Linked DNA regions of Oryctolagus cuniculus: region 2 is linked to region 1. A link is a contact called in public Micro-C data. All regions are on one chromosome and are shown on one strand. Each heading gives the region's core, a stretch centred on a gene start, on an enhancer-like site or on the middle of the called end of the contact. The rest is flanking DNA. Distances are from core to core; before and after follow the strand shown. Region 1 holds the start of RAB2A (RAB2A, member RAS oncogene family). Region 2 has its middle 100 kb from the start of CHD7.

Evidence for each region. Hi-C and Micro-C count contacts between places; a contact is called where the count stands out from the background.
Region 2: a contact with region 1 is called in a Micro-C map of ear pinna, with 4 times the contacts expected there. The contact joins the enhancer-like site here to the promoter of RAB2A in region 1. A contact is called at or near these places in 2 of 6 Hi-C or Micro-C datasets (ear pinna and an unstated tissue).

The regions. Positions count from the first base shown.
Region 1 is chr6:85,884,824-85,892,462 of mOryCun1.1, reverse strand. It overlaps RAB2A (RAB2A, member RAS oncogene family), which reads right to left and starts at 3,769. Exons shown (of 8, transcript NM_001101702.1): 1 at 3,724-3,769. The coding sequence starts at 3,769.
Region 2 is chr6:86,016,683-86,024,321 of mOryCun1.1, reverse strand. No RefSeq gene overlaps it. Among named protein-coding and RNA genes, the nearest start is that of CHD7, 100 kb to the left of the region's middle. Within about 2 kb of position 4,036, at least 8 of the 8 cell types and tissues checked have an H3K27ac peak or open chromatin away from gene starts, as enhancers often do. A contact at or near this core is called in ear pinna, where this site is marked.

The sequences.
Region 1 (7,639 bases), core at 2,520-5,019:
ATAGCAAATCTGTTCTTATCACTTTAATTTCTGTTCAAACATCACCTCCTAAGATTTACAGCACCTCCCCTAAGGGCGCATAACTTAACTATTAAAAATCTCTGACTGAATGGCCTACCTTTACATCTAAGACAGTATCACACACCTTTCTGACAAAAAAGATTATTCAAAATGCAACTGAGAGTGGGCACGAAGTGGCGGGGACCAGTATAAAACAATAGGGAATAGTAGGGTTTGTAACTATCTTAAAAGACTGGATGCATAGGAGTTGGTCAGGTGTTTTGATAGAACTTCTCTTTCTTTAGGTGGGGTTGCTTGGAGGAGATATGATAGAAGGATACAATCATGTCTATCCCTTTCAGTACCTGGCTGAACGCCAGGAAGGGTTAGTAATGAGGCAAAATGGCAGAGTTTTAGGAGCAACAATCATAGGTTTATCAGAATTTTTATTTCCCTCTATTCTTGATAATTATCTGCTTATGAGATCAGGCTTGTTAAAAATCATTTTCCAGGGACCAGCACTGCGGCATTGGTTACGACTCTACCTGCGGTGCCAGCATCCCTTACAGACATCGATTCAAGCCCCAGCTGCTCCACTTCTGATCTAGCTGCTCCACTTCTGATCCAGCTCCCTGATGATGGTCTGGGAAAGCAATGGAAGATGGCCCAAGTGTTTTGGCCCCTGCATCTGCATGGGAGACCTGGAAGAAGCTCCTGGCTCCTGGCTTTGGATGGGTCCAGCTCTGACCGTTGCAGCCATTTGGGGAGTGAACCAGCAGATGGAAGACCCCTCTCTTTGTCTCTTCTGTCTGTAACTCTGTCTCTCTAAATAAATAAATAAATCTTTAAAAAGTAATTATCCATCTGGATTTAATTGACACATTATCCTACATAATTTTTCAGAAACAAGACAGTACTAATGAAAAGCTTAAAGCTACATTTCAACTGGATTTGGTCTCACAGCAGGAAAACAGATCAACAGTATTATCATGGTCATGCAAAAGTTTTTAAAACCTCTTCTATGAATGGGAAAAGAAAACAAAAAAATGTTCATGGTTCCTTTCTCTTGGGAAATCAAAGTATTTTCACTATTTTATTTTATATCACTATTGAAAGAAAAAAAAGGCTAAGAATGACTATTTTACAGGCTACAGAAAGAAACAGGAATGTAGATGAGTCCCTTCATTCTAACATGTATGTTTCTCACACTACTTTTTAAAAAACTCAAGGATCTCACAGAACAGATTCAATATATTTTTTTAGGTGGAGGGTCACATAGAGTGTATCTTACAACTATGGATATAGTCTGAATTGAAGAAATATGATAATGGATTTTGGCTATAGTCAATAAAAAGTGACAGAATTGGGCTAAAAAGTTTCTATCAAGTTACTAATATATAATAAGGAATATACTGGTTTGGGTCCTCATTCATTAATTTCATAGGGCCGCCTTCTCTTTAGTAGGCAATTCCTGAAACAGTCATACAAAGCATCTTTTCTCAAGCAGCACATAATCAAATTTAGATGCCCACATCAAGTACCTATAAAACAACTCATTCGGGGCAAAGTGAGAAGCACAAATTCAGAAAGGGAATAGTGCCTTCCAGTCAGGATGTACGGACAATCTTGGCACATAATAAAATCTTTATATATTTACTCTTCAGGCATTATGGAAGACCCCGTTAGCCTTCAAAAGACAGAAAGAATTCCCAGAGGGAGAGATTGTAGCAAAAGACACTCCACACAGAGAGAAGCAGGTGCCAGCTAAAGCCACAGAAATCAGCCACTGGATCTCACTGGCAGAAGCAACGTGGGGAAATAGCAAGAGAGATGCCAGGAAAAACAGATAAAAGCTAAAATGTGCAGTTCATTGAGGGTCAAACTAAAAAATGTGAGCGAGTAGCGGAATAGCCTCCGGACACCACATTTCAGGAAGATTAAGCTGACAGCAAACTATACTGGCTGAACTGGAGTGGGGAGAAAATGGTGCTTTATACAGTCTAATGTCAAGTATTCAGTGCTTGAACTAGATTGGAACAGTAATAATTGCCAGAAAAGAGTGTCTTCCCTTTCAACTGCCTAGGGACTGTTTTTGGATGAGAGCAAATTCTAAGAGCAGAGAGCACCCAACTTGTTAATATCTGTAACCCCACTCCTCCCTGCACAATACTTTATTTCCTCAATTAAAAAGCTAAAAAAAAAAAAAAAAGGTTTAAAAAGGCAACCTGCAAAGTCTAATTTTGAATCTTCACTACTGCTGAGATAGCCAATGGCCACAGTCATGCCTCTCTAATTCTCAAATCTGGTGTCTCTCTCTCTCTGACTCTGCCTCTCTCTGACTCTGCCTTTCAAATAATAAAATAAATAAATCTTTACAAAAAATAGTTAATGTGACATCTTTCTCAGCCTGAATCTTGTTTTGACAGCCTAAATCAAATTTTGCCAGAAGGCTTTAGACTTTCCCTTTCTCCTTAAAAATACATGACATTCATTAAAGGTTTATAAATGTACAATTAACTATTTGCAAAACATTGCTATACGTGGGATCTTTCTTACATAGAAAACCATTCAGTTTCCATAAATACACACACCAAAAATCCTTGCCAAAAATCCATATTTATAACACAAAGTTTTACTTCAAGGCAGCAATCAACGGGCTTCCCTGGTTACTTACAGAATATGCTACATCATTAGTGCAACCACAAGCTGCTGTTGCTCACATTTCCAAAATTGTGCAAAGGGTCCAAAGTTGTGCAAGAGTCCCCACTGAAATCAGACCCGCGTATATTAATAGTTGTAACACCTGAACAAGCTTTGGGTTTATTCTTAGGTTCCAAGTAACGCCAAAATCACAGGTATTAAACACTATGTTATGATGAGTTTGCTTAACTGTGAAACACGCCAGGATGTTATTTAGAGTAAGAATAATCGAATTTCCTTGCATTTCACATGGACATGAGGTCACCTGAAAACTAGCAGCTGGGACCCCCAGGCCCATCTAAAACCTCAGCGTCCCCCTCCCCCCGTAGACACACATTTGCACACACCCCAGCCCTGCAACACTGCAATCAAGCCGTTCACACGTGGTAGAAGTCGACAGAACTTTAATGACCCTGAAAGGGATTCCCTAGCTGTCAAATAACGAGATGGGATTTATGCTGACTCGGGACTTGAAAGTGTTAAGTAACAATTTTTTTTAAAGGCTTTCTTCTCTCCTTCTCAGTTGTCTGTCCCACATCAGGGAGCGCCTAGCACAGGCCTAGGCGTGCTGGCTGGAGGAGGTGGGGCTGGTAAGGAAAACCAAGACCCCGGTCCCTTCCCCTTCGGCTCTCCCCCCTCCCTTTTCCCGGGGAGACCACGAAGGGACGCAAGAACGAACGGGCCTGGGGCCGGGGCGCAATCGTCTGCGTCGGGCCCTGACGGCGCTGGGCTGGCTCGCCCCTGCTGTCACACACTTTTCCAGACTAGGCAGCAAACGGCTGCCGCGGCCCTCGGCTGCAGGGCTGGCCAGGGCGGGGGCCGCGGACCGGGCCGGGCCTGGCCAGGCCGCGGCCGCTCGCAGTGCCCACGTCACCAGCTCCAGCACTGCGGAAATGGAGCTGCGCGGCCGGGAGGGAGGCGCCGGGTGGAGTCGGCGCCCGCACCGCCGCCAGACGCCGTTTTTGCCCCCTCAGCCCGGGCACACAGGCTGCCGACACTGCCCGACCGCGCGCAGGGCCTCACCTGTGTCGCCGATGATGATGTACTTGAAGAGATAGGCGTACGCCATGGCCGCGGCCGCTCGGTGCCAGGGCACACGGCTCCTCCTCCTGCTACTGCTCCTCCTCCGCGCCCCTCACCCCGGCGCCGCTCAGCCCCGAAACGCCAGGCTCCGCCCGCTGCCGCCGTCAGCCGCCGGGAATGAAGGGCCGAGAGGAAGCCGGACAAACTGACACCACCGAGCCGAAGGAGACAGCGCCCGGCCGAGCCCAGCCGAACAATAACAGCCGCCGCGGCGCCTCCGCCCCGCCTCCGCGCCGACCCGGAAGTGCTGCGGCCGCCGGCGCCGCGGGAGGAAAGGGGAGGAGCCCCGCACCTCGGCCGCGCCCCGCCGGCCGGAGCCCCGCCCAGTCCCGCCAGAGCCCCGCCCCACGCCGAGCCGGCCGCGGCCTGGCTTCCCCCTCCGCCCCGCGCCTGCAAGGCCGGACGCCGATTGTTCCGGCTCGTTTGAGCTGGCGACCCCGGCGGCCTTGAGACGCGGGGGGAGGGGCGGGAGCGTTCGGTTCCGTCGCCGCCTCACGCGCCGCGTTCGTGGCGGGAAGGCGCAGGTGGCGTTCGGTGCAGGGAGCCCCTCTGGGTTTTGAGGGGGCGTTTGAAGATGTGGGAGCTGCTCGGGCCTGGGGTGGGGCGATGGCGTTTTTTGTTTGGGACGGGGTCTTAATGGAAGTGTCAGGGATTGGGAAGTAAATGATGGTGTTCTCTACGGTGGAATACTACACTACTCGTGATTGAAGAAAGAAGCCTGACTTGCGTTAGGGAGAAACAAAACAGCTTATGTGTCTAAAGAGATATTTAAGTTATATATTATATATGGTTATATGTCATATACTTGTATGTATATATGTTTATATAGTAATTATTTCATATTGTAAATGTTTGCTATGTGTAAAAAATCACAGAATATTCTTAAATATGCATGTGCATAATCAATCTGAGAGGAAACAATGGATATTGAAGGGATGGAATTGGGCAGGGATCTACTTTTCACTGAATTTTTTTGTGTGGTTCAAAAATGTTTGCAGTGTTTGTGAATTACCTATTAAAAAGACTGTTAAAGGGAAAAAAAAAGGTGGATTTTATATTCATTCAACAAATACTGAATACAACTACATGCTAATGTTTTCCACAACACTAGGCAAAGCAGCTGGAGTAGGCCATTTGAAAGGAGCACAGGTTTTGGAAGAGGAACAGCTAATTTAATTTTAGGAAAGATGTGGGGAAGACGATGCCTGAACCAGAAATCTGAGCATGCAAGGGGTTGTCAAAAGGACAAACATACAGGAGAAGGAGTCAAAGTTTATGCGCAAGGAACAGAATGTGCGAAGTTGATGGCTCTGTTTGGAGAATTTAAAGTTGCATAAGGAAGCTAATTGACTAACTGGTACCCTCTAATGTTGGCAGTGGAAGAATTATTGCTGGGAAGAAGTGACAGGGATTCAGTGGCCCTGGTTCTTGTTGCCTAATGTTCTCTCCCTTGTGGGATTCCTGATTGTGTAATTACTCTTGACACTAGCATGCCGGACTGGCTGGGGTTGGTTGCAACATGTTTTGGATGGCTTTGCCCAGTATGAACTCACGAGTTTTTCTGGAATACTTAAAGGAGATTTTACTCAAGCTTCAGGGAATAGCACGCAAAAATTTGACATGAAAATTCACTTGGAATTACATAATCTACTTCACTTATCTTTTGCTTGGAGAAGGGGAGGTCTTTGGCCAAGACCTCCGGATTCCAGTACCCATTTGTTCCTCTCATTGGAGTGCCTTCACGCAGTCTCTCCTGAGTGATAGGAGAGAAGCTCAAGTGTTCACCTTCAGGGATAAGACCTTTACTAACACAGCCTCAACAGGACAACTCTGTCAGGATGCTTGTTACGGAAACATCTAGACCCTTAGGAGTCAGGAGCATTCCCATACTGATTTTTGGTCTTGGCCCTACCACTAATGATTGACTAATTGTGACAAATCAGATGACTTCTTGGAGCTCCAGCATATGCATCTATAAAGTGAGGCAGTAAAATGTTACTTAAATAGGCTTGTCCAAGTCAGAAGTCTTTTATTTGTTTTTTTTAAATTAGGCAGAGAGACAGAAAAATTTAAATTAAAATTGCTGAACTACCTCAGCCTTTGCTTCCCCATGAGATAAGGTGTGAAAAGTGTCCAGCACAATGTCAAACACACAGGAGAGGTTAAATACACACTGAAGTTATTTCCCCTCTCCTTCATTCCCTCTCTGAATCTCCACCTCCAGCCTGTCAATTAGAGCTATGGAGTTCAATGAGTCCAATGAGGACCCTGCCTTGATGGAGGTTAGAGTCTCCGTGTGCTTTGACCTGATGAAGAATACAGGAGGACTGCCCTGGCATTCACATTACTTGAAGAGTCAAAAGTTAATGATAGCAAGTTCACATCCTCAGCCACTGTGCATTTTTTTTTGGGAGAAGAAACTTTAGCTTATGTATAGGCTATTCTTTCTACCAATGGATTGATTATTAGTAATAGAAAAGACTGAAATACTGGATATTGGAATGATGATAAATTCATTTCATAAAAGTATGTTAAAAATGAAGCTATATAAAATATTTTGAACTAATAATTAATTAAAAAGTGAATTAAATCAGCGAAATTTTCTTAAATTAAAATTTTTTTCTATGTCCTTCAGATTTTACCTAGTGCTTTCAGCAGATAAAGTGGTTTGGAGAAAGGCCTAATATGAGAATCCAGGAGGTCTGAATTATGGTCTCTTGTTGCTACTAAGTAGCTGACCTTGAGAAAATCCTCTCCAAACTTTTCATCATCTGTTCAATAGAGATAATAATTCTGGCTTGGCTGGTGCCGCGGCTCACTAGGCTAATCCTCTGCCTAGCGGCGCCGGCACACCAAGTTCTAGTCCCGGTCGGGGCGCCGGATTCTGTCCTGGTTGCCCCTCTTCCAGGCCAGCTCTCTGCTGTGGCCAGGGAGTGCAGTGGAGGATGGCCCAAGTACTTGGGCCCTGCACCCCATGGGAGACCAGGATAAGTACCTGGCTCCTGCCATTGGATCAGTGCGGTGTGCCGGCCGCAGCGCGCTGGCCGTGGCAGCCATTGGAGGGTGAACCAATGGCAAAGGAAGACCTTTCTCTCTGTCTCTCTCTCACTGTCCACTCTGTCAAAAAAAAAAAAAAAAAAAAAATCTGGCTGCTTACATAATTGCTGTAGCTAGATGTGAGGACTCTGAAAAGTCCAGTATGACTGAGAAAGAATTTATACACAAAATTGCAAGTGGATGATTTCTATTGTATCCAAGGATATTAAAAGACCAACTCCTCCAGCACCATATGACATCAGTAATATTTTATTATCTGATGGCCGGCGCTGCGGCTCACTAGGCTAATCCTCCACCTGCAGCAACGGCACCCCGGGTTCTAGTCTCGGTCCAGGCACCGGATTCTGTCCCAGTTGCTCCTCTTCCAGTCCAGCTCTCTGCTGTGGCCCGGGAGTGCAGTGGAGGATGGCCCAGGTCCTTGGGCCCTGCACCCACATGGGAGACCAGGAGGAAGCACCTGGCTTTTCTGGCTTCAGATCGGCGCAGCGCGCCAGCCGTAGTGGCCATTTGGGGGGTGAGCCAACAGAAGGAAGACCTTTCTCTCTATCTCTCTCTCTCACTGTCTAACTCTGTCTGTCAAAAAAAAATTTATTATCTGCATTGATTTTTTTTTTTTTTTTTTGGTCAGGCAGACTAGACCTTGCAGTTGGCTCAAACTCTATTGTCCATTTATGTTTAAGGTGTTTTGTCTTGTGTTTATTGATAGGTATTCCTGGCTTTGGAAATTTTGAGACTGGAATGAGAGTGGGTAAGCATGAGGAAGACATCTCCCATCGGGTTGAAGAATCAGTTACTACTC
Region 2 (7,639 bases), core at 2,787-5,286, 130 kb before region 1:
TTGCTTTCTTATTGGAATTCAATGTCAGCTCCCTTGAGAAAAACTGCATCTTCCACTTAGGTTTCCAATCATACAGGGTGCACTAGAACCTCTGCATACAGTATTCAGTGAAATCTGTTAGGACGGCTAACCTCTGGCCAAAGATTTCAAACTTGGATGAAGACATGTCCATGGGGAATATTTTGCATTCTTAACCTTTGACAGTGAGCATTGAACAAGATACACTTCATTAACTATTTACTTTTTGTTTATTTTTATTAGTTTCCTTCCCACATATAAATATCACGTTACTTATGTATAATGCTTTGAGCATAATAAAAACCTAGATAGCATTGGAATCCCCTTTAAATGTACTTTCATAATGATTTTTTAATATAGGATGCCCCACTCTAATATCAACTATTACCTATAAGCAAATGCAAGTGTATATGAATTCCCCTTAAGAGAATCAAATTTGGTGAAAAGGTAATTTATTTCCTTCTTAGATTTCTCTCTCACTTGTACTATCACGATAAATGTATGTGTATGTTATTTATGTAATTTCCATGAAAACTCAATTATCTCCAAATCTAAAGTAGAATATTATTAGAAACTGCCACTCACCCAAAGCTTTTAAGTTTATGTTATATTTGATTCTCATTTGGTGCTCACATCAGCACTGTTGGTGGTTGTAAGTGATCGCCCTATTCATAAATGTGGAAGTTAAGTACAGGACGTAACTTGGCATAGGAATAAACCTGGCTGACTTGGACCTGAGACTTCAGCTCATGTCCTACCCTGACCACTCTCCCTTGCTCTAGCCATCTCTGTCTACATATCTGCACCAGGTTGCTGGTTTATTTTCAATGCCCAATTAACTCTAAATCTCTGCTAAAATCAACAAATGTAACAAATGGCAATCTTAGATCTCATCTTAAACATGTGTTTCTTTCAAGTGGTCACTTAAACAGGTTTGGCAGGCTTCAATAAAGCTGAAAGGTATTTCCACTATATATGTAATCTTAGAATTAGCTATTAAAAAAAGTTTGATCTTAAACATTTTAAATAAGTCTTTTTGCCACTGTTAATTTGGAACTAACAATTTAAAAAATATTTTCCAAGTAAGCAAGTATATTTGTAGCATGGTTATTAAATCAGAGTCTCTAAAATGTTTTCTAAACTTAAAACCATTCAAGTCTACATACAAAAGAGAAATCACTTCTGTGCACTTATTTTTCTATCATTTGTTTATAACAGTCATTTGGCATGTGCTGTAAACAGATTAGATACATATTTGGAGAATATTTTTCTGTAGAAACAGGAATAATTATAATGCATATTTCCTCTGCTTTAAGTATTGTTTTCATTAAATAAATGGGATACTATTAACTCATATTAATTATAGCAAAAAGCATATGAACAATTTCTTTTTATCTTTTTCTATCAGTACATTATTACTTTACTTTCATAGCTTATTTATTTTTTGCTTATTTTATTAAAGAAACTCTCACCCCTTCTTCTTCTATTTTCCCCCCCACTAAATCCTACTCCCTCCCAGCAAAGTGTAACCAAGCCAGCAGAGGCTGGTTGTACAGTAATGAGAAAACCAACAAGGATCTCCTTCAGAGCAAGGCTGCAGGGAAACAATTTGCAGTAGTTAAGATTTATTCCCCTATCCTCCCCTCTAAATATTACATCGCTCAACAAAGAATTCTTGTTTAACTTTATTGGAAAGTGTGTAGCAGAGCTGTTTAGAAATACTACAGATCTAAAGGTACATATGTTAGCACTGCTGGCTGGGAGTGAGCACAGAAAAACGAGAATTTAAATTTGTTACAATGACATCTCATACAAACAAATGAAAAAATGTTAAAAATACTGGAATTTTTTCCTAAAAAAAGCTAGAATCAGAGTAATTTCTTAATCTATTGATAATTGCTGTCCTTAAAATTAATAATCACAAAGAACTAGAATTCATATCTTTATACCCTTTCTTTCCACTCCTTTCCTCAATCATTATTGGGGCATTAACTTCAGCTCAGTTTTAAAGTTTCGGTGTCTGATCTTGAACACTTCTGCCCATTTGCACTACACAGCGAATCACTGTTCTAGAATTTCATTTCACAACCCACGTATGCTATTTATTTAAAAAGAGGTTTGTAGCGGATTGTGACAAAAACTGTGTCATCTTTCAAAAAAGTTATTCTTACAGAGAAACTTGAAACTACGAAAGCTGAGAACATCAGCAACATAAAACGAATATACCACCTGATGCCTAAAGCACTGCTTATTTTCAGTTCTTGGCGCTTATCACTGTGTATTCTAAAAGGGTTCCTGGGCTCCGACCAGCTCCTGTCAGGGCCATCGTAGGCACTGGGACAACCAGAGTACGATGCAGCCGCTGCCACCGCCAGGCAGGATGGCAGGGGTCGCGGGGCTGGGGGTGCACGGGAGAGGCAGGCGTGTGGTGGGCGCCCCTCACCCTTGCTCTGGGGGAGGGGAGGAAGCCGCTTCCCAAGGCACGGAGCAGACAGGCAAGGGCTGCGGCGGCTGCAAGGGACTTGGCACGTCGGGAGAACCGAAAGCAACTCAGGTGGCCTGGAATCGAGGCCTGGAATCGGGAGGAGTGGCCCGAGGTGAACGGTCCAGCCCCGGACGAAAGCGGAAACAGGATACGCAGGGCCTTAGAGAGCGAAGGTAAGGAGACAGGGCTGAGGGCCACAGGGAGCCCTTCAAAGATCTGAAAAGACAGCAACACGATCGCACGTACACAAAGCACCTGCAGGCTGCACTGTCGAGGAGGGGGAGGGCAGAGCCGACGGTGCGTGACCGGCTAAGCGCGGTCGTCCAGGTGGGACACGCTGGTGGCGCACGGGGTCAGCCGCAGCGTGGTGGGGGCGGCAACCAGACGCCTAGAGGTCTGGGTGTAAGACGGTTCCCAGAGCGGCCGGGACCGGGGTGAGGGTCGGCGGGTGCTGAAGACCAGGCCGTGGGGCCGCTGTCGCCGAGACGGGCAACGCCGCAGGGTCGGCGGGAAGGTGAGCAGCCGTGGCGTATAGAACGCGTAGAATTCGGAGACTTCTGGGGCACCCGAGTTAGACGTGCCTGGGCTTCTGGACAGCGGTGGTGTGGGGGCGGGAGGACGCCCCGGGGGTGGAGGAGCCCGCGGGGCGCGCACACGGTGCAGACAGCTGGCGGGGAAGCCCGCCCGCGGCCCGGCCTGGGGTGGGGGGGTGCTCTGCTCCTCGGCGCTGCACACACGCGCGGAGCTCTGAGACAGGGAAAAGGAGAATTTGGGCTAGGGGCTCGTTCGTGGTCGTCAGGCAGCAGAGCGTGCAGAGTAACGCCCCAGTCAGAACACCCGCAGCGCTCCCCTATTAACTCCATGCACCCGACTGTTCAAACTCAGATGCGTTCCCAAAACTTTGGCTCACACGGACGGATCGTACTTTTCAAATGCTTTTTGTTCTTCCTTCTCCCAACCCCTCCTGATAAAATGTGAACAACGTTTAATTTTTAATAACCAGCATCAGCCATTAAATATATTATTTAAAAAAATAGAGCAGAGGAAAACGTCTTGGAACGTCTCTCTCCCCAGTGAGCGCACCACGTCTCTGAAGTTCTCTGTCCTGCATAAATAAACGCTGACAGCTCCTGGCTGCACGGGTATTAACTCAGCACATCCACGCCGGTGTTCCTATCCCCGGGACGTGCCCGCTCCCCCTGGGCCCTCCCTCGGCCCGCTCCCTGCCCTCCTCCGGCCGCACCACCTGCTCCGGGCACCTCCCCCTTCGCCCGCCCGCCCGCGCCGGTTCTCACGCGCGGCCCACACCCCTCCCCGCCGCTCCCGCCCCTTGCACTTCCGCAGGTCCTCCGAGTCAGCGCCCCCCGGCTCCGCGCCCGGCTCCCCAGCTCCGCCGGCCCGGCGGCGCTTCCCCACCCGCCTCCGGCCGCTGCGCCCCCCACGAAGTTCTCCCGGCAGCTCGGACTTCGAGGGCGGGCCTGGCCTCCGAACTCTGATTGGCTGCCTCTGCGTCGCCCCGCCCCCCGAGCACGCGCAGGAGGTGGGGCGGGGCCCAGGCGGGCGCGCGCTGCGCGGCCCCGCGGGCGGAGCGTCCGTGACCCGCGTGCCGGCCCCGGGGGCCCTGCCCGGGACTCTCTGAGGCTGTGGCGGCGGCGGGGAAGCCCCAGGCTAGGCGGTTGTGTTCCCCGAAGGTACCCCCGTCTTGCCCGGCGGCGTTCCTCAGCCGCAGCGAGGCGGGCGTCCCCCGGCGGGACTGGGAACTGCCCGAGGGGCCGTCGCTGTTGCCAACTCGGTAGCCCGGATGTCGCTGCCCCCCGCGGCGGGGCCGCCGACGCGCGTCTGGGCCCCGGGAGGAGGATCGTCTTAAAGGGACAGCGCCGTGTTCGAAGCGGAGAGGGCTACGCGTCCTGCCCTCTGTGCACGACCCCTACCCCTAGGGGACGCCGCAACGCCCGTCGCCCCTAGCCCTTCCTCCGGGCCCCGCGCAGTTGGAGGACGGCGCGCCCTGCCCCGGAATGGCTGCGGACGGCCTCGCCGAGAGCAAGCTCGTCTCCGGCCGGAGCCCTAGCCGGTGGCGCCGGCGGGGCCGGAAGGCGCCGGCCTGTGATTGGCCGAGGCCGCCGTGAATGCAGGACATTGTCTGGTGGCGGCCGTCTCTGTCCTTCCCCCGCCGCCCTCCTCCGATCAAAATGGGTGCGGAGCGAGGGTCCCTCACGGCGCCGAGCCCACCGACCCAGGGCTCCTTGCGGTGTTGGGAACGCCGCGGTGGGAAAATGCTAACTTTTCTGATACCACCGGTTCCGAGTGTGGCGTTGAAGGTGATGTTTCAAAATGCAAAATCGTCCTCTGCAAGGAAATAAAACCATTGTTTGACATGAAGGGTTCGTTGCTCAAATAAGTGAAAAGGGGCAACTGTCACAAACAGCTTGCCTCGGTCTTCAGGCTTCCTTTAATCGTGACCCTTGTGTAAATTTAAGCAAAATTACGTATTTCCTTGTCCTAGACAGTACAGCCTTTCCAGATGTTAGTTTCCATATATATGAAGGGAGGGCGCTACTCTGCATAGCTTTCAAAGTTTGCGCCCGTTTTTAAAATAATTGACTCTAGGCTATCTTGATAAAGCCTGTGTATTGGATTACATCTCCAGGCTTTGGAACCCATGAGAGCTTGATATCATAGGTTTCCTCATGTGGGACAGTTACTTACGTGGGGCTTCAGTCTTCCAGAGTGTGATCGAAGGAAAATTAGTGGAGAAATGTGTGGAGATCCATCAGTTGTTTGTGTGAAGAGGAGGCTTATGGTTCATCCTATGGAAGTTTTCTAGGTAATGGAACATGATAATAAAGAAGAGCCATCGTCCTATTTGGTTCCCATTATCAAAGGGGTAGAAAGATGGCGAGGTATAGGAGACTTTAGGTAACAGCAGCAGAAATGGAAAATGTTCACAGAATTCTAAAGAAAAGAAACTTGCTATTTGTTTTTTCAAAAAGCTGGATAGGAAAAAATTATTGTTAAGACATATGCTGATAGAGATGTTTTTAGCTTCACTTCTGTGCCTTCTTCAAAAATTAAATTGAGTAATCAAGAATTAAAGACTTGGAAATGACAAACAAATGAAGGAAGGAACGCTTCCAGAAAGAGATAAATTTAATGACATGATTCATTGCAAGACACATGACCTCATTTCTTACTAGAGGGATTTCCACTAAATCAGATTTGGTGTTAAATAAATTTACAGACTGTCCTTAAAATTTATACTAATGTGATATGTCTTTTTTTCCCTTAAGTGTAGAAAACAGAAGAGCTGCAAGGAAAATCTAAAACATTGTTGCAGCTCCCTCAAATGCCACTTCTGAACTCCACCCTCACTAGTTATCATACAGGAATTTTCAAAAAAGCAGAAATAATCATCATAATGATTCTAGCATTCCCTTGAAGTCAGAAATAAGCAGCTGTGTGAGGGTAACAAATTTGTTTTTATTTACACTTCTAGCATTTATTATTATGAGTAAACATTTGTTATTGAATGCATCATTACATTTAGAGATTAAGCTGAGTAAAAATTGTTTTTAATAGACACAGCAGGTAAGTCTTCGAATAGTACATTGGGCATACATATTATAAAAAATTATGTGTGGATTTCAAAATTCTTTTGAACCTAAAATATTTTTTAAAGATTGATTTATTTATTTGAAAGGCGGAGTTACAGAGAGGCATAGGCAGAGGCGGAGAGAGAGCTTCCTTCTGGTGGTTCACTCCCCAAATGACTGCATGGCTGGAGCAGGGCTGATCTGAAGCCAGGAGTCAGGAGCTTCTCCCAGGTCTCTTAGGTAGGTGCAGGGGCCCAAAGCACTTGAGGCATTTTTTTTTTTTTTTTAAACAGGCAGAGTGGACAATGAGCGAGAGAGCCAGAGAGAAAGGTCTTCCTTTTCTGTTGGTTCACCCTCTAATGGCCGCTGCGGCCGGCGCATTGCACTGATCTGAAGCCAGGAGCCAGGTGCTTCTCCTGGTCTCCCATGGGGTGCAGGGCCCCAACACTTGGGCCATCCTCCACTGCACTCCCAGGCCACAGCAGAGAGCTGGACTGGAAGAGGAGCAACTGGGACAGAATATGGCGCCCCGACCGGGACTAGAACCCAGTGTGCCAGTGCCACAGGCAGAGGATTAGCCTATTGAGCCGTGGTGCTGGCCTTGAGGCATCTTCTACTGCTTTCCTAGACCATAGCAGAGTCTGGATCGGAGGTGGAGCAGCCAGGTCTTGAACTGGTGGCCATATGGGATGCTAGTACTGCAGGAGGTGGCTTTACCCTCCACACCATTGCGCTGGCCCTGAACCTAAAAAAAGTTAAATTTCATTCCCCACAAACTTTTAGGAAAACCCTCAGATAACATCAATTATAATTTATAAAATGCCAGGGCCAGCGCTGTGGCGTAGCAGGCTAATGCCCTGGCCTGAAGTGCTGGCCTCCCATATGGGCGCCGGTTCTGGTCCCGGCTGCTCCTCTTCCAATCTAGCTCTCTGCTATGGCCTGGGAACGCAGTAGAAGATGGCCCAATCCTTGGGCCCCTGCATGCATGTGGGAGACCCGGAAGAAGCTCCTGGCTCCTGGCTTTGGATCAGCACAGCTATGGCCATTGCAGCCAATTGGGGAGTGAACCAGCAGATGGAAGACCTCTCTCTCTCTCTGCCTCTCCTCTCTCTGTGTAACTCTGACGACTTTCAAATAAATAAATCTTTAAGAAAAAAAAAGATACAAAATGCCTCACAAAATCAATTTGACACTTTTCCAGCAACTCTTTTACTTAGGATTTTTGTTTTGGTATTTGATATGACCATAATCTATATACAGTGATAATATTTATGGAATGCTTGGCATATGGTAAACACTCTTCTTCTTCTTCTTCTTCTTCTTCTTCTTCTTCTTCTTCTTCTTCTTCTTCTTCTCCTTCTCCTCCTCCTCCTCCTCCTCCTCCTCCTCCTCCTCCTTCTCCTCCTTCTCCTCCTTCTCCTCCTTCTCCTCCTTCTCCTCCTTCTCCTCCTTCTCCTCCTTCTCCTTCTTCTTCTTCTCAGGCAGAGTTAGACAGTGAGAGAGAGACAGTGAGAAGTGAGAGAGACAGAGAGGTCTTCTTTCCATT